Linked DNA regions of Mus musculus: regions 1, 2, 4 and 5 are each linked to region 3. A link is a contact called in public Hi-C and HiChIP or PLAC-seq data. All regions are on one chromosome and are shown on one strand. Each heading gives the region's core, a stretch centred on a gene start, on an enhancer-like site or on the middle of the called end of the contact. The rest is flanking DNA. Distances are from core to core; before and after follow the strand shown. Region 1 overlaps Neil3 (nei like 3 (E. coli)). Region 2 holds the start of Spcs3 (signal peptidase complex subunit 3 homolog (S. cerevisiae)). Region 3 holds the start of Vegfc (vascular endothelial growth factor C). Region 4 holds the start of Neil3 (nei like 3 (E. coli)). Region 5 holds the start of Asb5 (ankyrin repeat and SOCs box-containing 5).

Evidence for each region. Hi-C and Micro-C count contacts between places; a contact is called where the count stands out from the background. HiChIP or PLAC-seq counts read pairs in DNA pulled down with a chosen protein or histone mark.
Region 1: a contact with region 3 is called in an H3K4me3 HiChIP or PLAC-seq map of bone marrow-derived macrophages, with 4 times the contacts expected there. The contact joins the enhancer-like site here to the promoter of Vegfc in region 3. A contact is called at or near these places in 1 of 39 promoter capture datasets (neural stem cells), 2 of 484 Hi-C or Micro-C datasets (adipose-derived mesenchymal stem cells and uterus) and 5 of 115 datasets of contacts at active chromatin or transcription factors (the 230-238 cell line, bone marrow-derived macrophages, cardiomyocytes and 1 more).
Region 2: an H3K4me3 HiChIP or PLAC-seq map of bone marrow-derived macrophages shows a contact between it and region 3, with 5 times the contacts expected there. The contact joins the promoter of Spcs3 here to the promoter of Vegfc in region 3. A contact is called at or near these places in 6 of 39 promoter capture datasets (the 3T3-L1 cell line, cranial neural crest, hippocampal neurons and 2 more), 3 of 484 Hi-C or Micro-C datasets (all in embryonic stem cells), 6 of 115 datasets of contacts at active chromatin or transcription factors (astrocytes, bone marrow-derived macrophages, cardiomyocytes and 2 more) and 1 of 9 other capture datasets (adipose tissue).
Region 4: a Hi-C map of the MC38 cell line shows a contact between it and region 3, with 6 times the contacts expected there. The contact joins the promoter of Neil3 here to the promoter of Vegfc in region 3. A contact is called at or near these places in 5 of 39 promoter capture datasets (the 3T3-L1 cell line, cranial neural crest, pre-B cells and 1 more), 2 of 484 Hi-C or Micro-C datasets (the MC38 cell line and cerebellar granule neurons) and 5 of 115 datasets of contacts at active chromatin or transcription factors (the NIH/3T3 cell line, cardiomyocytes, fibro-adipogenic progenitors and 2 more).
Region 5: a contact with region 3 is called in an H3K4me3 HiChIP or PLAC-seq map of bone marrow-derived macrophages, with 4 times the contacts expected there. The contact joins the promoter of Asb5 here to the promoter of Vegfc in region 3. A contact is called at or near these places in 1 of 39 promoter capture datasets (liver), 1 of 484 Hi-C or Micro-C datasets (muscle stem cells) and 1 of 115 datasets of contacts at active chromatin or transcription factors (bone marrow-derived macrophages).

What each region holds. Positions count from the first base shown.
Region 1 is chr8:53,603,691-53,606,390 of GRCm38.p6, forward strand. Neil3 (nei like 3 (E. coli)) reads right to left here. Exons shown (of 10, transcript NM_146208.2): 6 at 1,943-2,109. Among named protein-coding and RNA genes, the nearest start is that of Gm39181, 21 kb to the left of the region's middle. Within about 2 kb of position 1,446, at least 31 of the 459 cell types and tissues checked have an H3K27ac peak or open chromatin away from gene starts, as enhancers often do. A contact at or near this core is called in bone marrow-derived macrophages, where this site is marked.
Region 2 is chr8:54,528,573-54,531,272 of GRCm38.p6, forward strand. It overlaps Spcs3 (signal peptidase complex subunit 3 homolog (S. cerevisiae)), which reads right to left and starts at 1,426. Exons shown (of 5, transcript NM_029701.1): 1 at 1,191-1,426. The coding sequence starts at 1,333.
Region 3 is chr8:54,076,263-54,078,962 of GRCm38.p6, forward strand. It overlaps Vegfc (vascular endothelial growth factor C), which reads left to right and starts at 1,270. Exons shown (of 7, transcript NM_009506.2): 1 at 1,270-1,663. The coding sequence starts at 1,517. It overlaps Gm33153, which reads right to left. Exons shown (of 1, transcript XM_006509526.4): 1 at 1-2,700. The coding sequence starts at 1,511. The coding sequence ends at 672.
Region 4 is chr8:53,637,738-53,640,437 of GRCm38.p6, forward strand. Neil3 (nei like 3 (E. coli)) reads right to left here and starts at 1,328. Exons shown (of 10, transcript NM_146208.2): 1 at 1,019-1,328. The coding sequence starts at 1,174.
Region 5 is chr8:54,549,004-54,551,703 of GRCm38.p6, forward strand. It overlaps Asb5 (ankyrin repeat and SOCs box-containing 5), which reads left to right and starts at 1,328. Exons shown (of 7, transcript NM_029569.3): 1 at 1,328-1,637. The coding sequence starts at 1,442.

The sequences.
Region 1 (2,700 bases), core at 196-2,695, 470 kb before region 3:
ATATCCGTGCACGTGAAGCCCACAGTAAGAACTGCCTTCTAAACAGCACTAAGTTCTCATTAGCCTGCAATCATCCACACTAAGCTTAGAAAGATGATCTTGTCCATCCTAGACAGCTCTTCTTCCGTCTCCATAGCTCCCTTATCATTGAATCCTGCCCTTTACCACACCTCTACCACTCTGCTTAACCATGTATGTTCCTACTTCCCAGCTGGGCAAATAATAATACATCATAAAAATTATCTTTAAAGACTGTGTAAGACTATAAAAGAGGCAGCGTCACCAAACACAGCAGTAGTATTCTCATATGTAGCTTATGCTTGCTATGTATTAAGAGCTAACAATCAATTATATAGGCACTTAGAAAGGGGATGTGATCACCAAATATTTAAACATTTTGGAAGGATTCATGACAGTTAAGGGAGTTGGGAGATTTTTGTGTGTAGATTTAGATCAGTGTTTTGGGGGCTTCTGAGGCTTTTAAGCTTTCTCTCTCTCTCTCTCTCTCTCTCTCTCTCTCTCTCTCTCTCTCTCTCTCTCTCTCTCTCTCATTGAAAACTAGACTGAAGCCTTGCTAGGTAAGTATGCTACCATGAAGATCTAACCCTAACCCTTGAAATAACTGTAAATTAAAACAAAACAACAAAAAAAATAGTTAATATAAAAAGTGCTCAGATATTGAACAGAAATAGAGAATATATTTATTCACAGACATGTCTAAAATAGGGGAAGTAGTGTTAGTTTTAAAATTTTAGAAATTATATCTGCCTTGTTTTTCAATGTTTGAACGGTTCTGCAACACCTTAAACTGAAAGCCAGCATATAAAACAGAATCGGGGTGGGTTAGAGGAGAGGGATTACAAGCTCCCCAACACTTCTAGTGCATCCCAGCTCACAGTTAAATCGAAATCTCTTTCAGAACTCTGTGAGTCTTTAAAACCTCATTTCTAAAACCCCTTGGAATTCTGTTTCTATGATTAAATGCCATTTACTTGACTACTTGGAAGAAAATGGAAAACTTTAATCTCCAATGCTGCAAAAATAATACAGATGCTGGAAAACACAGAGCATTAATCACGTATTTAATAGGCAAATAGACGGAAGATCTTCAGTGTGCTTGGTACTGTGTTACGTGCACAGAGTCAAATAAAGTAGTTAGAAAAGTAGTCTTGTTATGAAAAATAAAACCAGAAACCCATAAAACAAAAAATAGTTAATTGTCTACTATTTCCTATTATGTGATACTAACAGCTGATGGGAGGAGGATATAAAACTATTTAAAGTTGTGAGCCAGAGTGAGAGTTTCACAGAAACAGAACACTGGGAGAAAAGTGAGTGGATGCGGACACATTTATGAAAATGCAAGTCATGCCTCTGTTTCTCCACAGATACAATGGCCTACCCTCCTCCTCTGGTCTTGCGCAGCTCAGCAAGGCCTACTTCCTTCCTCTTCTCAACCACACCATTTTGTTTCCTCCTACTCAAAAGCAATCGGTCACCTCTGGTCTGCTTCACCTATTCTCAGCGAGCTGAGCATTTTAGGCTTCACCTACAACTACCTTGCTGGTAACTCTCGGCCATTACCCACCTTGGTCCTTCCTGAACAGTCTCCTACCACATCACGCAAAAATCTTCCCCCTTCTATCTCAGCTTTCCCAAAGTCGGTATTTCTAATATTTGGGTTTTGGGGTTTTGCAGCATCCTACAAATTAGATCTGTGACAATTCCTATCAACTTTAAAAGCTAATGATTCTGCTTCTCGTTCTAATGCCTGACTCTTGAGCTGATAACTATATTCACTCATTCATCTGCACTGGTTCTTATGGGTGATTTCAGTTTCAGGGTTCTGTGCTATGTGCAACCGCTAGCCGGTAGTCAGTCCTTCAGATACATGCTCTGCCTATTAGCTGCTAAGAAAGAGAGTCTCAGTCAGACATCTTACCATACTTGAACACATTGAGGGTTTTCTTTCTGACAGTGAGGACAGAAATATGTCATCCTGCTGTTCTCCCCAAAGCGACACACAGTAATTTTGCTGTGGCACTGATCACAGTTAGGACGCTTGTAAACCTTACAGTGTTTAGAAATGGCAGATCCTGCTTTACAGCACTGAAAAAATAAATAAATAAACAAATAAATAGAATTATGATGTTATGCTCAAAACTGTTGTTATAAGAGACAAAGGCATATGAGGATATCAAGTCATCTCCAAAAATGTCAAGAATTTGCACATTGTTCCATATAACTTTCCATATAATATAGTAAAAAGTATTGACAAAATCCAGTAATGTCTATCAAATAAGGTTTGTATGAAATAATAGAGTCATTATGTTTTAACTTATTAGTATTCCAAACTGTTCCCTGCTGTATCCTCTTATCTAAATGATATATAAAAGTTCTATATTTTAAAATGTCTTTTATGCTTTTAAGGCTTCCTTAATTAAACATAATTACATGGTTGCAAGAAAAGGGCTAGATTAGCTTCAAATCTGATTGCTTTTAGAACGAGGAAGCTGCTCTCTCAGATTCAACGGCCAAAAAACTTATTTTTAGGGGATAAAATTTAACGAGAGCATTTTCTTTGTTGGCCTGATAAAGGGCCTTTTTTTTTTTTTTTTTCTTAACTCTAGAGATTTGCTAGAAAGAAAATAAAAACTCAAATACATCCTAACAAAGAAATGTTCTGTTTGGTATCAGCTT
Region 2 (2,700 bases), core at 176-2,675, 450 kb after region 3:
TAATTCAATACAAGAGAAGGCAGTCAGTGGTTTTCATCTGCCTAACGAGGAGCCCTGAGAGAACACAAGGGAAGAGAAAAAAATAAAACTAAAAAGAAAAACGGAAACACAAATACTTTATGCGGAGCAGGCCACAAGATAATCTGGAACGCAGCACCTGATTATAAGCACATGCCATATGTCAGAGCCAACATGCACTTTCCACAATTATCTGAAATCCATACAACAATCCTTCCAGTGACTTTCTTCACTTACAACAAATGTTAACACCTGCGACTGCAAGAAACCTGTTTAAGATCACAATGTTTAATATGTTTCAAGTTTATCTAGGTCACCACAGAAGGTGATGGCAGGGCCGGTATCTAAGCTACGTCTATTTAAATCACCAATAGTACCTAACAAAAAGTGTTGGGGATAAAAATGAAAAATCAAAAGCAGCAGCAGTAGTAAGAGGAGACACTTACTGGTGATTCTGACAAACAAATTAGTAAACCAAGGCTAAAAGAACGGGCAGATTGTAGAGGACAGTTCACACAGAGCATACAGGAATTAAAACCACTGCGTGAAAGATAAAAGTGCCAGAAAAATGGAGGGAAATGCTATAAATAAAACAGGCAGTACGGGAAAAGAACAGTCATTTCGAAATTCTATTTTTAATGTCTCCTAAGACTTATTCAGGTTGCTGGCTAAAGAATGACGTTAAAAATAACAAGAAACTGGGATGTTTAAACCGCCCCTGTGCATCCTGCACATCCTAACTTCAAGGCAGCAGCTGCCAAGTAGTGTGTCCACGAGGGACAGACAGACGTCTTCAGGGACTGTCAAAGAGAACCAACTGGGGCTGGACGTGACACCAGAGCCACCCACCGAGGCGCCTGGATGGACACCCAGGCCAGGGGGGACTGGGGACTGGCTGAGGTCCCCACGCGCGCTTGCAGGCGGGGAGGCGCCGGGCGGAAGCGCGGGTGTGGGTGTGCTGTTGTGTTGCTCCCTCATTGGCCCGGGTGGGTGAGGGACGTGCAGAACAGGAAGGAAGGGGAGCGCTGACCCAGGCCACTCGGGAGACGACCGCGCAGGGCTGGGGTCTGAGGGCCCCGGGACGCGCGTCCGCGGAGTGGACGGCCCGCGGCGAAGCCCTCGGGGACCGCGCACACAGCCCCGGGCGGGGCCGGCCGGCCGGCCGCACTCACAGCATGATCCGCGAGACGTGCAGCCGCACTGGGACGCTCCTGTCTTTGAAGGCGGTGGTGATGAAGCAGCCGAAGGTGAGCGCCGCCATCACGCTCAGCGAGAAGGCGAACAGGGAGTTCGCGCGCGACAGGACGGTGTTCATCGTGGCGACCTTTCCCTCCCGGGCCCCGGCTCCCACACTCGCACTTCAGGCTCTGCTTCCCGCGGCCGACCAGTCCCCGCCCACCCGCGCATCGGGTGCGCACGTCCCGCCCCGCCCCCTTTCCGGTCCTCCGACGGGAGCGCGCACGCTCCCACACCCTCTGGGTCCCACCCACTGGGCGGCCGTGCACGCGCCGGAAGGCGGTGCTTTCAGTGAATCCGCCAATCATCAAAGAGCACGGGGGTTGGGCTTTGCCACGGGGGTGTGGGGGGAGACCCGCCTCCTCCACTGCTCAGTTGTTCCATGGCCTCTGTGGCTTGGTAGGGAAGTAGCATTTTGCGAGTTGACCTTCAGTTAAGTTTATAGGGACAGCGGCCCCTTAACTGTTCTGTGGTAGTCACTTTTCAAAACGCGTGGTCCCAGCTCACCTCTATCAAAGCTGGTAAAGTTGGACATTTTTGGAAAGGAGGAAAAATGAAATCAATCAGGCACCTAAATAGCAGTCAGGGACACCAGTGTTGGTATGCAGCCTTCGCACTAGACAATTAGTCAAATCCCTGTTGCTTTGCTTTCAACAGAGAACCGAACCTCTACTTAAGTTACGTGTTTTATACCACAATCCCAAATATTTCCACTTATCCAAAATAGGTTGTTGTACAACAGCTGCTGTAAACCATGAAACGGTGTTAATGAGAAACTGATATTGATTAAACTCCTCTCAGTCATTACCATGCAATTAATTTTCATACAGCATACAGGCAGGATCATTAAGAATTGCCTAGTGCATATTCTAGGCCTCGAATGGAGAGTGTAACAGAATAGACCCTGGCTCAAATAGAATAGAGCCAATAAATGAAATATGTAGCAGTTATAGTCAGAGTGGTCTTTAGATGTGTTTAAAACCTTGGTTATTCAATCTCTCGGGTAGCCACACTGTATTCAGTGAAGGAAGGTTTTAATAAATAGTTACTGTGCTGCAAGTGAGACACAAAAGTATATTGATCACTTTGTATAAACCCTACTGAGGTTTATAACTGAGTAAAGTTATCAAAATCAAAGCAGCAGCTTAAATTATAAAACAGGTATAAATACTGAGGGATGCTACATAGTGCTAGAGACAAAATGAGGAAGCCATGTATGTGGTGAGACAGAACAAATCAACCCACACACTACCTAGTATTATTACTATAGAGTAACTTAGAGAAAGGATGCCTCTTGTTACAGATGATGAGTGCCAGGATACATGCTATGAAATATACTGAACACTTAGAGGTATATGTAAGACACACCCAATAATCTGTTCCCAGTAGGTAAAGAAGTACCTGTGAAACAAAAGACTGAAGTGTACCTGGGAAAGTAATGGCCTG
Region 3 (2,700 bases), core at 20-2,519:
CACTTAGTATAGTTTTTGAATAGGCAAGACCTTTCATGTCTCTATGCTGTTGATGCAGCTTAAGTGGAACTTCTGCCATCTGCCCACCTGCCCAGGAAAGCAGATGCCATCACCAGGAAGACAGCAGAGTTCCTAGGTGCTTTTCCAGAGAATAAATGCATCACTGCTGTTTGCTCTTTCAGCATATAAATTGTCCCATTTCATTCTCTTTCTCTTGCAAATGGAAGGTGTGTCTTGCAGATACAGTTTGGGTGTGTCTCTATCAATGTTCTTTAAGATTCTGGACCATCTGTCCTTCAGATGGAACTTTAGGTCTTCCGGAAGATCACTAAGATCTTAGCATGAATGACTTGCCCTGTATTCTGAGATGTCCCTCTTTGCATTCTTGCTTCAAGTAAACCAGAAAACAGTGGAGGTGGTGGTGCTGGGAAGGGCACTATGGCCCCATAGGTCTCTGCTATAATGTTGATCTTTTTCTCTGAAGTGTTTTAGAAGTCTCAGGCTGGTCCCAAACTTCTCAGGATAAAGAATGTCTGGAGAAGGATTTTACCACAAGGGGTTGCCAGGGCCAAAGCGTGCGTCTCCTACCCACTGTACCTGCTCCCCCCTCCCCATCTTTCTAGCAGCTGAGCTCAGTCATGTGGCCCCTAAAACTGGTCCTGCAGAGAGAGTCAAGCCCCCAGACCTGACTTGAGCCCCTGCCTCCCCACCCCGACACCCCAGCAGAGCCCAGAGAGAAGGGCAGAGAAAGGGAAAGCGAGGAGAGTGGATGGAGGTGGGGCTGGAGGAAAGCGTGGGGCTGGAGGGAGCAAGCTTCCTAGGGAAAGAGAGGGGAGGGCTGACTGGGCTCGGCACGCTCCCTCCCTCTTGCCGCTTTCTCTCACATAAGCGCAGGCAGAGGGCGCATCAGTCATGCCCTGCCCCTGCGCCCGCTGCCGCCGCCGCCACCGCCACCGCTCGGCCCCGCGCGCGCAGGAGGCTCGAGCGCCCGGGAGCTCGCGGGCCTCGCCGCCGCCGGGCGCCCCGCCGCCCTCCTCCCGCCCCCCGGCTCCGCCGCCACCACCGCCTTCTCCCGCGGCTCCCGCGGCCCGGCTCCTTTCACTTCGGGCGAGGGGAGGGAGGAGGGGGGACGAGGGACCCGAGGGCTCTTCGGGACGAGTGGAACATCGCGGGGTGACTGGGCTTAACCACCCCACCCCCTCTTCTTTGCAAAACACCAAAAACAAAACCGCGATCGGCGGAGCCGGCGCCCTCGCTTCACCTCGCGGGCCGCCACCGAGGGCAGTTCGGATGTCCGGTTTCCTGTGAGGCTCGTACCTGACACCCGGGAGCCTCTCCCCCGTGAGGGCTGCCAGAGCCGAGGGCAAAAGTTGCGAGCCGCCGAGTCCCGGGAGACGCTCGCCCAGGGGGGTCCCCGGGAGGAAACCACGGGACAGGGACCAGGAGAGGACCTCAGCCTCACGCCCCAGCCTGCGCCAGCCAACGGACCGGCCTCCCTGCTCCCGGTCCATCCACCATGCACTTGCTGTGCTTCTTGTCTCTGGCGTGTTCCCTGCTCGCCGCTGCGCTGATCCCCAGTCCGCGCGAGGCGCCCGCCACCGTCGCCGCCTTCGAGTCGGGACTGGGCTTCTCGGAAGCGGAGCCCGACGGGGGCGAGGTCAAGGTAGGTGCAAGGGACCCCGTCGGGTCGGGCTGAGGATCCGAGGCTCCCAAGTCCTGGACTGTGTGTGGGCTTGGCTTTACTGGGTGTACAGAGAACCTGCCGTGGAGTGTGTGTGCATAATTATTTATTTAACCTTTGGATCCAAAGTTAGAGATTGGTGCACGCTTGCTTGGAGCAAAGTTTCTCTTCTTTTTTTCTCTCCCCCAGTGGAAAGCTGTTACTAGAAAGGAAAGCAACTTAGAGGAGGGAAGGGCCCAAGAGGTGTTCAGTCACACAGATTCCTTCTCCTTCATAGTGGTCTCCTGCCAACAGAGGAGTTTGCACCCTGCCCCAGTGGCATGGCTCCAGAGAGAATTTCATTGCTGTAGGAAATGCTCTTTTCTTTTCCTGGCTGGTTTTGGACTCCAAAGAGCTTCTGGGGTGTGTGACCAGACAACGGAGTTTTATGCTCCTGGAGTTTGCATAGCAGGGGCCCCAGGCTCTGTGAGCTAGTTTGGAAAAAGTGTGAGTAAATTTAGAAACTGGGCTTAAAGGTTTTGGATTTCAGAATTAACTTGAACTTGGTCAAATCCAAGATGTAACAGAAATTGGAATCTTCTAAACTTTATCAATTCTTTTCCTAAACAGTGGCTATAAGATTAAAAAAAAATCAAAGTATCAATTAGTTTGTTTTATTTTGTTTTAAAGAGAAATAGCATCTTTCCTGAACACGTTAAGGGACTTTTGAAGACATTCCGATTGTCTGACTCAGTTATCTTATCTTGTGTACTTCTCACTTGAACCTTCTAAAGAATATGTTTATAACATCTTCAAGTTTATACTTGGCGTAATAGTTGGGATCTTGAACTCCTGCAAAAGTTTTGTGTTTAAGGCACTGCGAAGCCCCCTGGCTGGAAGCAGACTGAAGTGGTTTATAGTAGCTGACTGCAAGTGGGGGGAAAAAAATAGAAGGGGGTGTGTTACTCTCAACTTTCAGTTGACTTTATTGGTGAACATACACAGAATGTGCAGAGGTCAAACCACCTTCCCTGGAAAGG
Region 4 (2,700 bases), core at 78-2,577, 440 kb before region 3:
CCTCCTGTACTTTGAGAGTATGCAAAATTTTGCTGAATGAGTGATCTTCGTCAAAACTAATACTTTAGAGAAACCATTAGCATAGATCTCTATAGTACTCTGAAATAATTTCGAGAAACATAATTTTTTAAAAAGTACAGAGCACTTGTTGACACACCAAGTCAAAATAAATAAAAGCATAACTGTTAAAAGATCCAAACCTTTTTTTTTTTCCTCCCTCAGCTTGAAAATACATCTTCCTTGTTTCTTTCAAGTTGGGAGCATATGCTAATTGCATAACAGACAACTTCTTTCCTAGACCAAAGGCTATGAGGGAGCTTTGCAGGAGAAATTGAAGAACAGCACAATATTGCATGTATCCATGAAATACAATTAACCACACATCTAAAGGGCCTTAAAAGCCTGGTCGTTTAATCAGAATATTTTTAGTATAGTTCTAAGTTCTTACCAAATGACTATCCAGCCATCAGCAATGTATGCCTGAGTGGCAAACTGTGCTACGATTTGCTTTCAAAAGAAATAAATTCACTTAAGGAAACCAGAACTAGCTTTTACTGCCCCTTCATTAGATGGCAATATTCAGCTGAGTGAGATGTTCGTGCTAAATTTTCCATGTGCAACGTTAGAATTATATACTACTGATCAACTGCAGAATTTGGGGCTGGAAAAGGGCTAAAAGTCTATGTTACGAGTTCAGTCTTACAACGTGGAAAGAAAAACATACCAGACTTCGCACAAATCCGATGATAACGTCAGTGAATGTAGACGGTAAACAGCAGAAAGCATCTTTTGCTGACTGCCTGTTAACAGGGTTGGAACAAAACGCCTTCGGTGGATCTAGCACTGGCACTGTTAGACAGCTGCTAGAGCTAAGACTCACTTCTCAGGTTAAATAAATGTCGGGAAACACAGGCTCTAGGTCTTGGGAACCAGAGTAGATTGGGGATCCCAGAACCTGGGTGGTGTTTTTACTCCACTTCCCGCTGCAGCTTCCAAGCAGGACACAGGACTGACTTACCGAGGTAGCGACATCAGCCAGGGAGGCGGCAGGGGACATGGCAGGGCCCAGGAGGCTCTGCAGAGCTGTGCCCCGCACACCAGTCACCGCCTGCCCCGGTAGCACTCGTGCCCGGATCTTCTCTCCATTCAGTGTACACCCTGGCCCTTCCACCATCTCTGTAGCCCGCCCGGAACCCCTGCTAGTTGCAAGGCCTGACTGGAAAACAACCAGGCAACTTCACTTTCCTGCTGACCCACACTGGGCGGGAAGTTCAAATCTCCCGCGCGCCCCGCCCCGCCCAGCCTAGGCTTGCCCACCAGCAAACCCCGCCCATCTGCGGCCAGGCCACGCCTAGGTGGTGCGGACTCTGCTCTGGGATCCAGGCAGCCCACAGAACTCAGGGCTCTGCAGGTCTCACACTTGTGTCATCGGTATTTCCTGAGCCAGTGCACAGTGAAAGGAGTCACAGAACCCGGCTCAGTGTAAAAACTCAGGAAACTGGGAGTTGAAGACTAAAAACTACGTTCGAACTACTCAGCCCATACTTTTTGAGCTGAAATCGATCACATTAAAACAACGTCAAGTTTGCGGTTTCATAAAAGCCCAGCACTGTACTGAAGTAAAAGTGGAAAACTAAATGTGGAGATTTGTCTAGTTGGCTTTCCAGTGTAGGATGATGAATGGTTACATTTGTCTACATCAGACTCGGGACTGTCTGGACTCTATATTCTGTTAACTAAAATTCATTTCTGATCTCTGTCCTTTGATGGAGAAAAGTCTGAAATAGCCCTTTCCCTTTCACCTCTGTATTGTTTATTGCTATCTAAAGAATGACATCATTTATTATTTAGAAATTTCTGTGAGTTAGAAGTTGGCAAAGTCCAGCTGGGTGGTTCTGGCTCCCCAGTTCTCTAAAAGTTACAAGGTAGGTTTGGTTGTAGCTAGGGGATCCTCTTTCAAGAGGTTCATTTACATGGGCTGGTAGCAAGAGGTCTTATAGTTCTGGCCATAGACCTGCTTAGCTGTGCTCTAGGTGTGATTGCAGATCACACCAGAGGAAGAACACAATTGCAATACAACTTATTACCTAGCAGCTGTTGTAACCTGTGAGTTACAATCCCTTTGCGGGAGTCAAATGATGCTTTCACAGGGGTCACTTAAGATCATTGGAAAACACAAATATTTACATTATAATTCATAACAGTAATTACTGTTAAGTAGTAACAACTTCCGTGTGAACAGTAATTCTTGCAGTAATTCTTTGTTTGTTTGTTTGGCTTTTTTTTTTTTTTTTTTTTTTTTGGAGACGGTTTCTCTGTATAGACCTGACTGTCCTGGAACTCACTCTGTAGACCAGACTGGCCTTGAACTCAGAAATCTGCCTGCCTCTGTCTCCCAAGTGCTGGGATTAAAGGCATGTGCCACCACTGCCCGCTCTAAAATCTACTTGCAACATTTAAATGACTGGGATTTTGTGATGTTTTCGATAAAAACATCTCCCATAGTCCTGGATGGAGTAGCATTATTAGGAGGTATGGCCTTGATGGAGGAGATGTAGTCTTACTGGAGAAAGTCTGTCACTGTGGAGTAGGCGTTTAGAGGTTTCAAATGCTCAACCTACGCCCGGTGTGAAACACATCCAGTCTCCTACTTGACTGCCTTCAGATCAAGATTTAGAACTCTTGGCTCCTCCGACACTA
Region 5 (2,700 bases), core at 78-2,577, 470 kb after region 3:
CCAGAGCCACAGTTGCTTGCGTATGTCTTTTGCTTGTTACTTTGTAATTTAGCGGCATTAAGAAATGTTCCAAAATGAGAAGACCTTATACCTGGTGATGTAAACATACATCACAATATTTTGTATTCGTGCATTTTTCAGTTAAATTCTTAAATATTGACAGGAAAAGTATTATTTCAAAAGAAGAAAAGGAAATAGAAACAAAGGAATTTATGAAAACAAAGGCACTGCACATTATGTTTCTAAATTATTCTATTTCTTTTGTAATCTTTTATATGTGGTTGTACTTAAGACTAGCCATATATGCATAGGATACCCAAATAAATTTTATCCCTGAAAATATCATAGTTATCCAAGACTATAGGTACAAAAAGCACCTTTTGTGTGTACTGTAACTAGATCTATTATTAAGTTTAATTTGGTTGGTTTTGCAGTTTTGTTCCATGGTTATATTTGTTTAATAATTCTTTTGTGTTTTATCCCCCACCTCCAGGAAGCTCTCTCAGACTTTCCTGTCAGCGTTAGGTCCCTTTTGGGTATGTTGCCATGATGCTTTTTGTCTTTTATTTGTCTGAGGTCTTGCATTTTCTCCTGTAAAACTATGCTACACTAGTGGCAGGGACAGTTAGGTCTTCTTGGTCTATTTAACATATAGAAAGCAGCTGATAGTTGTTTTAAAGTATTACACTGCTGGTGTAAATCTATTAGTAGATGATGGGACAGTCTAATCAGTCATAAAAAATATTGTGTAACAACTAATTCAATGTAATCATTTATTTCAATGAGTCCTCATTCAGGTCATATCCGTGACCTATTTAATGATTTATTTCATGGTTAATAAAGTTAGAGTTGAGTTAGAATATTTGACGTCTCTTCAATATTATGAATATTATTACATGAACTATGTGGATAAAATACACAAAAATGTACAATTTTTCTATTTAAAGTTACATTCATTTATTATTGAGTGTGTGTGTGTGTGTGTGTGTGTGTGTGTGTGTGAGTGTGAGTTGCGACCCTCCTTCCCCTATGTGGGGCTCAAGAGATGGAACTCAGGTCTCCAGGCTTGGTGCCAGGTGCATTTACTGAGCCCAAGTTGGTCTTGATAATTAAATACCAAAAAAGGAAATCATCGGCCTTAGTTATTTCAATATTCGACTCCTGAAAGCCAGAACCGAAAGAGGGTGTATCATTTTATACTGAGAATGGAAAGTCAGGAGGCTTGCGAAACGTGATTCGGCTGCTCCCATGGAATATTGTCAGACCAATAGGAGCTGGTGAAGAACTTTTATGGACAGTATAAATAATTTGAGCCTTAGACATCATTACCAGTTGATATTTTCTTCCCTTCGGACCAGCTGTTCAAGAGCATCCCGGAACAGAGCCAGACACAGTTGAGACTTGGCTGGGACCTAACACTAGGGCAGATTTCTCTGCAACAATGTCGGTGTTAGAAGAAAGCCGGCCATTTGCTCAACAGCTATCTAATGTCTATTTTACGATACTCTCCCTCTTCTGTTTTAAACTTTTTGTGAAGATCAGCCTTGCCATCCTTAGTCATTTCTACATCGTGAAAGGCAACCGAAAGGAAGCCGCAAGGATAGCAGCTGAGTTTTATGGAGTAAGCCAAGGACAAGGTATGTTTATGATAGCAGGCTCCTGTTTCAAGTTGAGTAGAACTATCATTTGATCTGCAATCCAAGAAAACATCACAGGTTCTCTTTATGGGACATTTTGTAAACTTCAGTGGAAGGAAGTTCTTGTAACTTACCTCATTGACTTCATGAAAAAGAAAGTTGCTTTGCAGTGTAAATGTCTGAGCAGTGTGAAAATCCAGCATTAAGTATAGAGGCCCTCATCTATTAGTAAACATTTAAAAACTTTAAATATTTCACTTTCCATATCATTGTTTCAGAGAATAATGAAGAGATAACTGATTTCTTATGTCTCCTTTAACATGTGTTAGTATTGTGATATTTTAAACACTATACTGAGTTATGTATTGTGTCAGTCCTGGTGATGCAACGTGTACTCCCAGCCACTCAGGTGGCTGAGGCAGGATTGTAACCTGAAGGCCTTTCTTCAGTGAGTTCAAGACAAGCTGAAGTAGTTTCCTGAGACCCTGTCTCCCTTGAGAACTGGATTGAGGCAGGGGTGGGGTGGGGGTTACAGCTCAGCAGGAAAGAGCTTGCCTAGAACGTGAAAGGCCATAGTTCTCAGCACTGAAAATGTAATTAAAGTAAAATAGTTGTTATTAAAAGTAGAAGATCTCAAAATCACTTTCCATTACAATTTTATAATTTTATTGTTTAATAAGACAACAATTAATATTTTCAGCATATATTTTTCTAAAAGGATTGAAACAGCTTTGCTTGGATTGTGGAAATCATTCCTTACAAGATGGGATCATGAATTAGCAAATTTGATATTTGTCCAGCCAGATGCATCTGTGCTTCTTAGAGTAAATCTGAAATCTGAGATGAAATGAAAACTGGTAATGGTACTACTACTTATAGATTTTAAATTTTGTAAGACCGTTTACTGGAGCAATATTCTAGATAGCAAAAATGATTCATGTGTTGGTTGTAAAAGTGACACTTTAATTTCTTGTAATCTTTCTGTTTATTTCTGGTTTGGGATTAATCAAGATCTGCACCAACTTTGTGAACCTTGATGCCTCCTAGGCAATTTAAACATTCA